2 separate regions of the Hordeum vulgare genome follow, and region 2 is linked to region 1. A link is a contact called in public Hi-C data. All regions are on one chromosome and are shown on one strand. Each heading gives the region's core, a stretch centred on a gene start, on an enhancer-like site or on the middle of the called end of the contact. The rest is flanking DNA. Distances are from core to core; before and after follow the strand shown.

Region 1 (3,760 bases), core at 395-2,894:
TCGTCAGTGATGGCTTGCATTTTCAGGACAGCTTTTCTTTGACTAAGCACAGTGAGCGCCTTTGGCTGATTCGTTTCTTTCTAACCTTTTTGTCTATGATGAAAGTTCAGCAAATAATACAAATTATGCTGTTTCTCATCAGCTGCTGTACTCCGACTCTCTAGGCGGCCATGCCTACTTCGGCTTCAGGAGATAAATATGAATTCGAACTGAAATCCATCTTTTGAAGCTCTTTTCCTGCGCTTTCCAACACAGTTTCAGCGACCAGGTTTGCGAAGAAGCCGATTGCAGTACTGGAGAAGAGAAGAGAAGGCAGTACAATACACAACCAATGTTCACATAGATCAACCTCGCTAACACCAAGCTACAATGGACATGGTACACACAACAGTGACAGTGAGACATCCTTCTCAGCAAACCGTGAAAAAAAAAGGTGCAAAAGACAATACGAGCGTCAAACTGCGGCGGCAAACAACAACAGCAGTGTTCCTAACAATGGTCAGATGAGCAGGCGTTCGGTTCCTAGCAAGCAGCAACCATGGTCGCAGCTCTTACTACTACTAGCTCTTGCCGAAGTGGTGGTGGTGCTTCTTGACGCCGTCTCCCCCCTTGCCGCCGCCGCCGCTCGGCTTCTTCCCGGCGTGCGCCGTCGTGTTCTTGAGTATCTGCACGCAAGGAGACATGCAAAGATTCAGTCAGGATCGCCATGGCCGCTGAGAGTGAGACAATTCTGGTGGGAGGATCTGGGCTAGGCTGGATATGGTATGGTACCTGGCGGAGCGTGTTGTTCTCGTTCTGGAGGGTGGAGACCTTCTGCTCGAGCTCGGCATTGCGGAGCTCGAGGTCCTTGGCCTTGACCTCCAGCTCCGTCATGTAGGCCTTCTTCCGCTCCCGGGCCTGCTGCGCCGACACGCGGTTCCGCAGCAGCCGCTTCAGCCGGTTCTGCTCCTTGTCCCCGGCGGCGCGCCCGCGCTTCTTCCCCGCCGGGGCCTGCCCTCCCCCCGCCGCCGCCAGCTGCAGCTGCTTGCCGTCCCCCGCGCCGGACGACGCCGACCCGCCGCCGCCGCCCATCTCCGGCACCCGCCGTATCTCCTCGTCGCTCTCCGCGCCTGCCACCACACGCACACACACAACGTAGACACGCGTCGTCAGTCAGCGTCTCCAGCCGGATTCAGTCAGCGGAGCAAGGGAGCGGGGTGGACGGAGAGAGGGTGGGTAGGGTACCTCCTTCCTTGAGGTTGTTGGGGCCGGAGCTGGAGGAGCGGTCGCTGCTGGACGGCAGCGAGCTGGTGGTGCTCGTCTTGGCCTGCTGCTTATCCTGCTCCTGCTCCTGCGCCGCCATCGCTCCTCCCCGCGTCCTCCTCAAGCTCCAAGAACAGACGCAGATCGAGCTAGATCTCCCTGAATCTCCCGCCTCGCCACCACCTTGCTGCCGCCGCCGCCGCCGCTCCGACGAGAAAAGAAAAACAAATCCTGACACTGCCGAGAACGAAGGAGGGAAAAAAACACAGATGCAGATCGGACGAGAGGGAGGGAGACACGGGAAGGGAACGGGGAGGAGAGAGAAAGGGAGGCCGGCCGCGTGCGGGGGTCAGGTCAGGTCAGAGACTGGGGAGAGAGAAAGAGGGGGAGGGAGAAATGGCGAGGCGAGGTCGGGCGGGTCGGTGGGGGCTTTCGGATGAGACGCGATCCCCGCCGTGCACGGCACACCCATCGGACGGCGGCGGCGCGGGGAGCGTGGCGCTGCGTGGCGCCATGAACGCGCCCGCCGCATCTGACGGTGGCCGCCTCGGGAGCGTGGCCGCGCGCCCGTCCATCCGATCCCATTCCCCACGCCTGCCTTCCTTCCTTCCTTCCTTTTTTTCTTTTTCCGTTCGTTCGAGACAAAACCCAACACGTGACAAATCTCGAGCCGCTTTGCTTTTTTTGCCACAGGACCCGGCTGCGCTGCATATTCGCAGAATAACGTACGTGACGCGTGGGAGAGCACACGGCTGGCGGGAATGATGCTATTTGCGTGCGTTTTGTGGACTCGGCCTAACCCGCTTTCTCGTCACCGTGTGAATCCCGCATACGACGTGACGGAGGAAGAAAAGGAGTCGGTGTCGTTTTTATCGCTTTTGTGAAACGCATGCATGTGGGTGTTTGATCTGTCTGAAGCGATGAAGGAACATTTCGAGGTTTTTGTGTTGATCCGATGTTTAAGGCCAAAATCATGAATTTAGCAAATATGCTGCGAGAGATAACGATTCTTAGGGATAGGAGTGTGGCGGCAATATAATGTGTAAATATGGTATTTCGCAAAAAAATGGATAAGCTGTTGGGGAACCGTCCTCACCCTGCAAGTGATCCTTCAGCTCGTTGAAGATGGCATCGACATCGTGACAGATGCGGTTGTAGATCACGTTGTTCCTCGACTTTTAGATAACCCAAAAGAACGATAGCGGCGCGGATGATACCATGACGTAGCAAAGATGACGACAATATAAGGCGAATTACTACTCTTTTCGTTCGAAATTATTTATCGCACAAATAAATAAAGATAAATATATCTAAAACTAAAATACATCTAAATGCATTCATTTTTATAAAAGTATTTTTGAACGGATGAAGTACATAGTATTTATGTCAAAAAAAAATATTACACTCACTCCTATATCTAAATATAGTTTTAGTTCTACATACATTGATTCGCGGCGAGTAAATCGGGAAAGAGGGAGTATAAACAGAAACATCTCATGAAACACGTGCATTGCACATACACATACACTTGAACGTCCAAATGAGGACACCTATTTTTCTTGATGCCCATAACAAGTATGTGAGTTATTATAAAAGATAAAATCTAGTGGCACGTATAACACCAATCCATTATGCATCTCTGCCGGTCTTAATTTCCTTCTTGAGAGGCCATCTAGCTAGTCTAATCTCAAGAGTCTAAGACATGTGACATCCCAATGCATTTTTGAGGCATGTACTTCTCATATCGTATCACAGATAGCCAAAAGCGTTTAGAGCAAAATGTTCTTAATCGGGAAGACCTTTGACTTAATACATGCTCCTCATGACAATCATAAACAATAATTAGGGTGTCCCCTCTTTTAGGCTGGTTGTAACGGTAGTATCATATACTAGTATCATGCATATGATACTAGTCTATGCTACCACATCCGTAATGCATAATATCATATGTTAGTATCATAGGATAGTTCATTTATTGACATGCAAGACACATAGTAGCACATCATTTAATATGATACAGTATCATGATATGATACTCAACCATCTTTTTTTTCATTTAATTTTGTGCCACCTCATCAAAATTGTCTAGTTGACATGAATGATAATACATATGATACTTCCATTACTGGCAACCTAATGCAAGGGAAAGGGTGTCCTCATAGATTATTCATGACAGCATGAAAAATTCAATAATGATAAGGTTGTCCGTAATGGGAGTATCATAGGTAGTATCATGCATGCCAACTAGGCAATTTTGATGAGGTGACATAGAATTAAATGAAGAAAGAGAGGGTTGAGTATTATATCATGATACCGTACCATATTAAATGTTGTGCTATTATGTGTCTTGCATGACAATAAATGAATCATCCTATGATTCTAACATATGATACTATGCATTACGGTTGTTGTATCATACACTAGTATCATATGCATGATACTATCCATTACAACCAGCCTAATAATAAGAAAATTAACGACAGCGTGCCATTCTGTTTGGTCAAAGATCCTTGCTTTC
Region 2 (3,760 bases), core at 587-3,086, 140 kb after region 1:
ACATGTACATACACCATACAGACATAGTGAGCTCGAAACGACAAATATATGAAAGCATCATGTTCGTGTACAGGGTAGTATACAATATGTATGCTACAGAGATGCACAAATTCTACCATGCACCCCAAAGCCAGACGAGGTGGTCATTCAAGAATACGGCCACATCAACAAACTATCAAAAGATCGAGAAAAAGATAAATATGCATAGCACCTTAACAGCATGCAACTATACAAGCATATCATCGACTACTACCATCTACATATACTTGATGGACCTGAACTTCACAAGCTCAAGACCCTGATAACCCTGTCACACATATGGTTGATGAACACACAGATCACTCTAGTGGTACCTTCTGGCCTTAGATGGCTGCGAAGGTCCTGCCTTCCTGAAAATCCCACAGAAGATGCAGCCAGGAACCTTGGGCGATGGTGGATCTATGGCAGGGGCTACCCGCCGTGTCCGGAATGCCTGGCCGCCATGCTCGGTGCCGTCGTTGCGCCTGCGCTGCGCACCGACGGACCCTACGCTGCGGGAGTGCCGTAGCTCCCTGAATTCTGGCTCCCCTGAGGTCCACTGGCTATGTTCATCCGACATGAGCCTCTCGCCCCAGACCATGCCTGATGATCCTGACCTCCTGAATGTCAGTGAGGACCTCTGCAGCCCGGCCATGGAACTTCCCTGCCCTTCTTTTTGGTTTGTCTCTAGGTGGTTTTTATGGCTGTGCAATGAGTGCAGGAGAGTGATGGATATGCGCAAAGCTAAATAGCATGCATATCCACTGGCTGGAAAATGGAGCAAAATTGCTGGGATAAGGGTCAGACGATGGTGACAGGCACATACATAGATACTGGTGAGGATTAGGATGCTTGGAAGGCGTGGCTGCACACTGAATTGACATGAAGCAATCATTGAGGGAAACACATGTGACTGGAGTAAGTTGCGAGATCTGCAAATCACGACATCAGATGAATTTAAAATCTTGAACACTTGTGCTTGAATAGCCTAGTTGCCGAACTTAAATGCTTTTTCTTCTTCAGAAATTGGACATCACAAGCTCAGGGCACGTGTTACGCACTGCTGTGACTTCTTTTCTGAGGCGAATATATGCTGCTACTGATGATCACTAGCATCAGCAGATCAAACCCATTTGATTTGTACCTACCCTAACCAGCCTCGATCCCGACCACATGGAATAAGCTGGAACGAACATCCATGATGGTTTTGCTTGCCAAACACTAGAGAAAATAGTCAAGGCATGTATTACAAGCCTATGGAGCAACCAAGAAAACTAAAACTCAACCAGCAGCCCAGCAGGCCTAACCATGATCCAGGAATTCATCAACCTGGCTAGAGCATTGGATACTCTGGGAGTCTGCCAGTCTGGGTTGAACCGGCAGAGGTGGTCGGCACATATATGATATCTGCAGGCCATGGAATGCTGCCTAGCTAGTGCTGGACGGAAAATAAAGCGCTACAAAGGAAAATGATACTAGGATAGTAAAAGCAATATAAAGTCTCAATATGTAACTAACGGCATGTCTTTTACTTCTATCAGCATCAAAGACAGATCAATGTTGATCACACGCAGTACATAATATGTCAAATTAAACATCAGTTTCAGCTAATTCGAACACTTGCAGCTACTCATGGTACCTGAAAGAGTGCTCTGCTTCTTCAAGTGCATCAGTGGAAAGGGTCCTTAACAGAGGGATCAGACACTCTGCGGAAGCTCCAACCATCCTCGACTTTAGGACCCGCCACCACCAGTTGACAGTCCTCGCAGGCCCATGCTCCACACATCAGAGCCCTTGCTTTGACAATCACCTCATTCACCTCATATGGCAATGAAATTGAGAAATCCCATGCCGAAGCAAACATTTCTTGGGTTATCACAACAAGCAAAGACCGCAGCTTCTCTGCACTGCTGCTAACGAACTCGAGGAATCCGTCTTCGCTTTGTTTTCCGCGGAATTCATGGATAACCACTTTCTTGACATGCGACTTCACACATTCGATAGGACAGACCTCTTGCCAGAACTCGGCATGGTGCATTCCAGTGGGTTCATCGGCCTTGGCAGACTGCAAAATGGTAAAGTGGAGTAGCTTAATCACCTCGGTGACAGATAATCTATGATATGAATGCCGAACGGCTGACTGAAGGAATGTGCAGGAGGGTGCGAAGAAGTCACCTCGATGTGCAGCCTGTCAACTTGGGGAAAGCATCTGAGAACGCTGGCCAGCATCTTGACCTCCTCAAAGACACCAAAGTTCACCTTCAAGGCCAATGTCTTGACGCTTGGAACCACGGTGCTTGAGCTCACCATTGCATCAGGCTGCAATACATCATACTTCATTCCGTTGGTACAATGATCACATATATACAAGATTCACGCATCACTTGACACACCGAGAGAACTGTTTTGCTATGTGCATCGCATAATGAAGAGGCCATGCTCCTTGTAGTATCTTAAAATGTGGATACAGATTGGAATATGGAATGCCATTACCGAAAATGAGATGCATTGGAGTAGTACCTTGATGATATTCTCGCCAATCTGCAGCTCGTGAACTCTCGGCTCCAAGTAACCCAGCACCCTCAGCTTCGGCGCGTCAGCAATGTTGACCCTCACAGCCACCGGGTCGTCTTCACCATCAGTGGTTTTCCACAGAATGAGCCGCTCCAGGAGCGGGGAGTCCATGACGAGGACCTCCTTCACGAAGCACTCCCAGAGGAGCACGCACCTGAGGCTTTGGCTGCGGAGGTGGACGCGCTCGCAGGTTGCGCTGTGGACGAGAGCGAGGGTGTCCAGAACGGGGCTGGAAGCGAGCAAGCGGTCGAGGTCGCGGCCGAGCATGTCGGCGGTGCCGAACAGGCTGAGCTCCCGGAGGTGTGGAAATCCGTCTGCGCCTCCACCGGGTGGGCTGACGCCGGTGTCCGGAAACCTCCAGAATCCCAGGAAGAGGCGCCGGAGCGAGGCGCAGCGGAGGATGTCGGCGGGGACGTCGGGGAGGCGTTCGTAGTCGGCGGGCTTGTTGATGAGGACGAGGTCCTGGACGCCCTTGGCGGCGAGGACGCGCGGCCACTCGGCGAGCTCACGCTCGTGCGACGCGAAATCGCAGCAGGTGATGCTGACGGTGAGGAAGGGGCCCGGGTGGTCGGCGAGGATGCGGGCGACGGCGGCGACGCGCGCGGGGTCGCCGGCAGGGAGGAGGTGGGCGTCGTATAAGACGAGCGGCGTGGAGCGCCAGAGGTGGCGCCATCGGGAGGCGAGCGTGGCCGTGCGGGCGGCGTCCTTGACGGGGAGGCGGAACACGATGTCGCGGAGGAGGTGGTCTTGGAGGGCGCTGATGCGGTCCTCGCCGGCGTAGCCCGGGACGGCGGAGAGGGAGGCGTCCCTGATCCTGGAGATGGCTTCGATGCCGGGGAACCACCCAAGGACTTGCTCGACGCTCACGGCCATGGCGGCGACCGGAGGCGAGGGTTTGGCCGGAATGGAGTGGGAGGGGTGTGGAGGTGGCTGGCTCCGTTGTGGACTGTGGAGGAGTAAGAAACCTTGGGCCTGCCAAATATCGGAAACCTGGTTGCCCACCGGCCCCATGCAACTGGATGCCGATCCACCGAGATGAAATGTTCTCGCCAAGCATGCTGTGTTTCATGTAGTTTTAAAAAGTATTCAACTAATTTTGATAAAATGTTCATGTAATTTAAAAAACATAGATGAAAAAATGTGTTAAAAGTACGGGGTCTGCTACGCC

The links. A called contact is a pair of places that touch in the nucleus more often than the background predicts.
Region 2: a contact with region 1 is called in a Hi-C map of leaf, with 5 times the contacts expected there. The contact joins the promoter of LOC123443043 here to the promoter of LOC123443046 in region 1. A contact is called at or near these places in 5 of 6 Hi-C or Micro-C datasets (leaf, seedling and an unstated tissue) and 1 of 1 datasets of contacts at active chromatin or transcription factors (embryo).

The regions. Positions count from the first base shown.
Region 1 is chr3H:77,820,836-77,824,595 of MorexV3_pseudomolecules_assembly, reverse strand. It overlaps LOC123443046 (transcription factor HY5-like), which reads right to left and starts at 1,644. Exons shown (of 3, transcript XM_045119274.1): 1 at 1,225-1,644; 2 at 772-1,109; 3 at 317-665. The coding sequence starts at 1,342. The coding sequence ends at 561.
Region 2 is chr3H:77,684,682-77,688,441 of MorexV3_pseudomolecules_assembly, reverse strand. It overlaps LOC123443043, which reads right to left and starts at 1,836. Exons shown (of 4, transcript XM_045119272.1): 1 at 1,658-1,836; 2 at 354-950. The coding sequence starts at 1,743.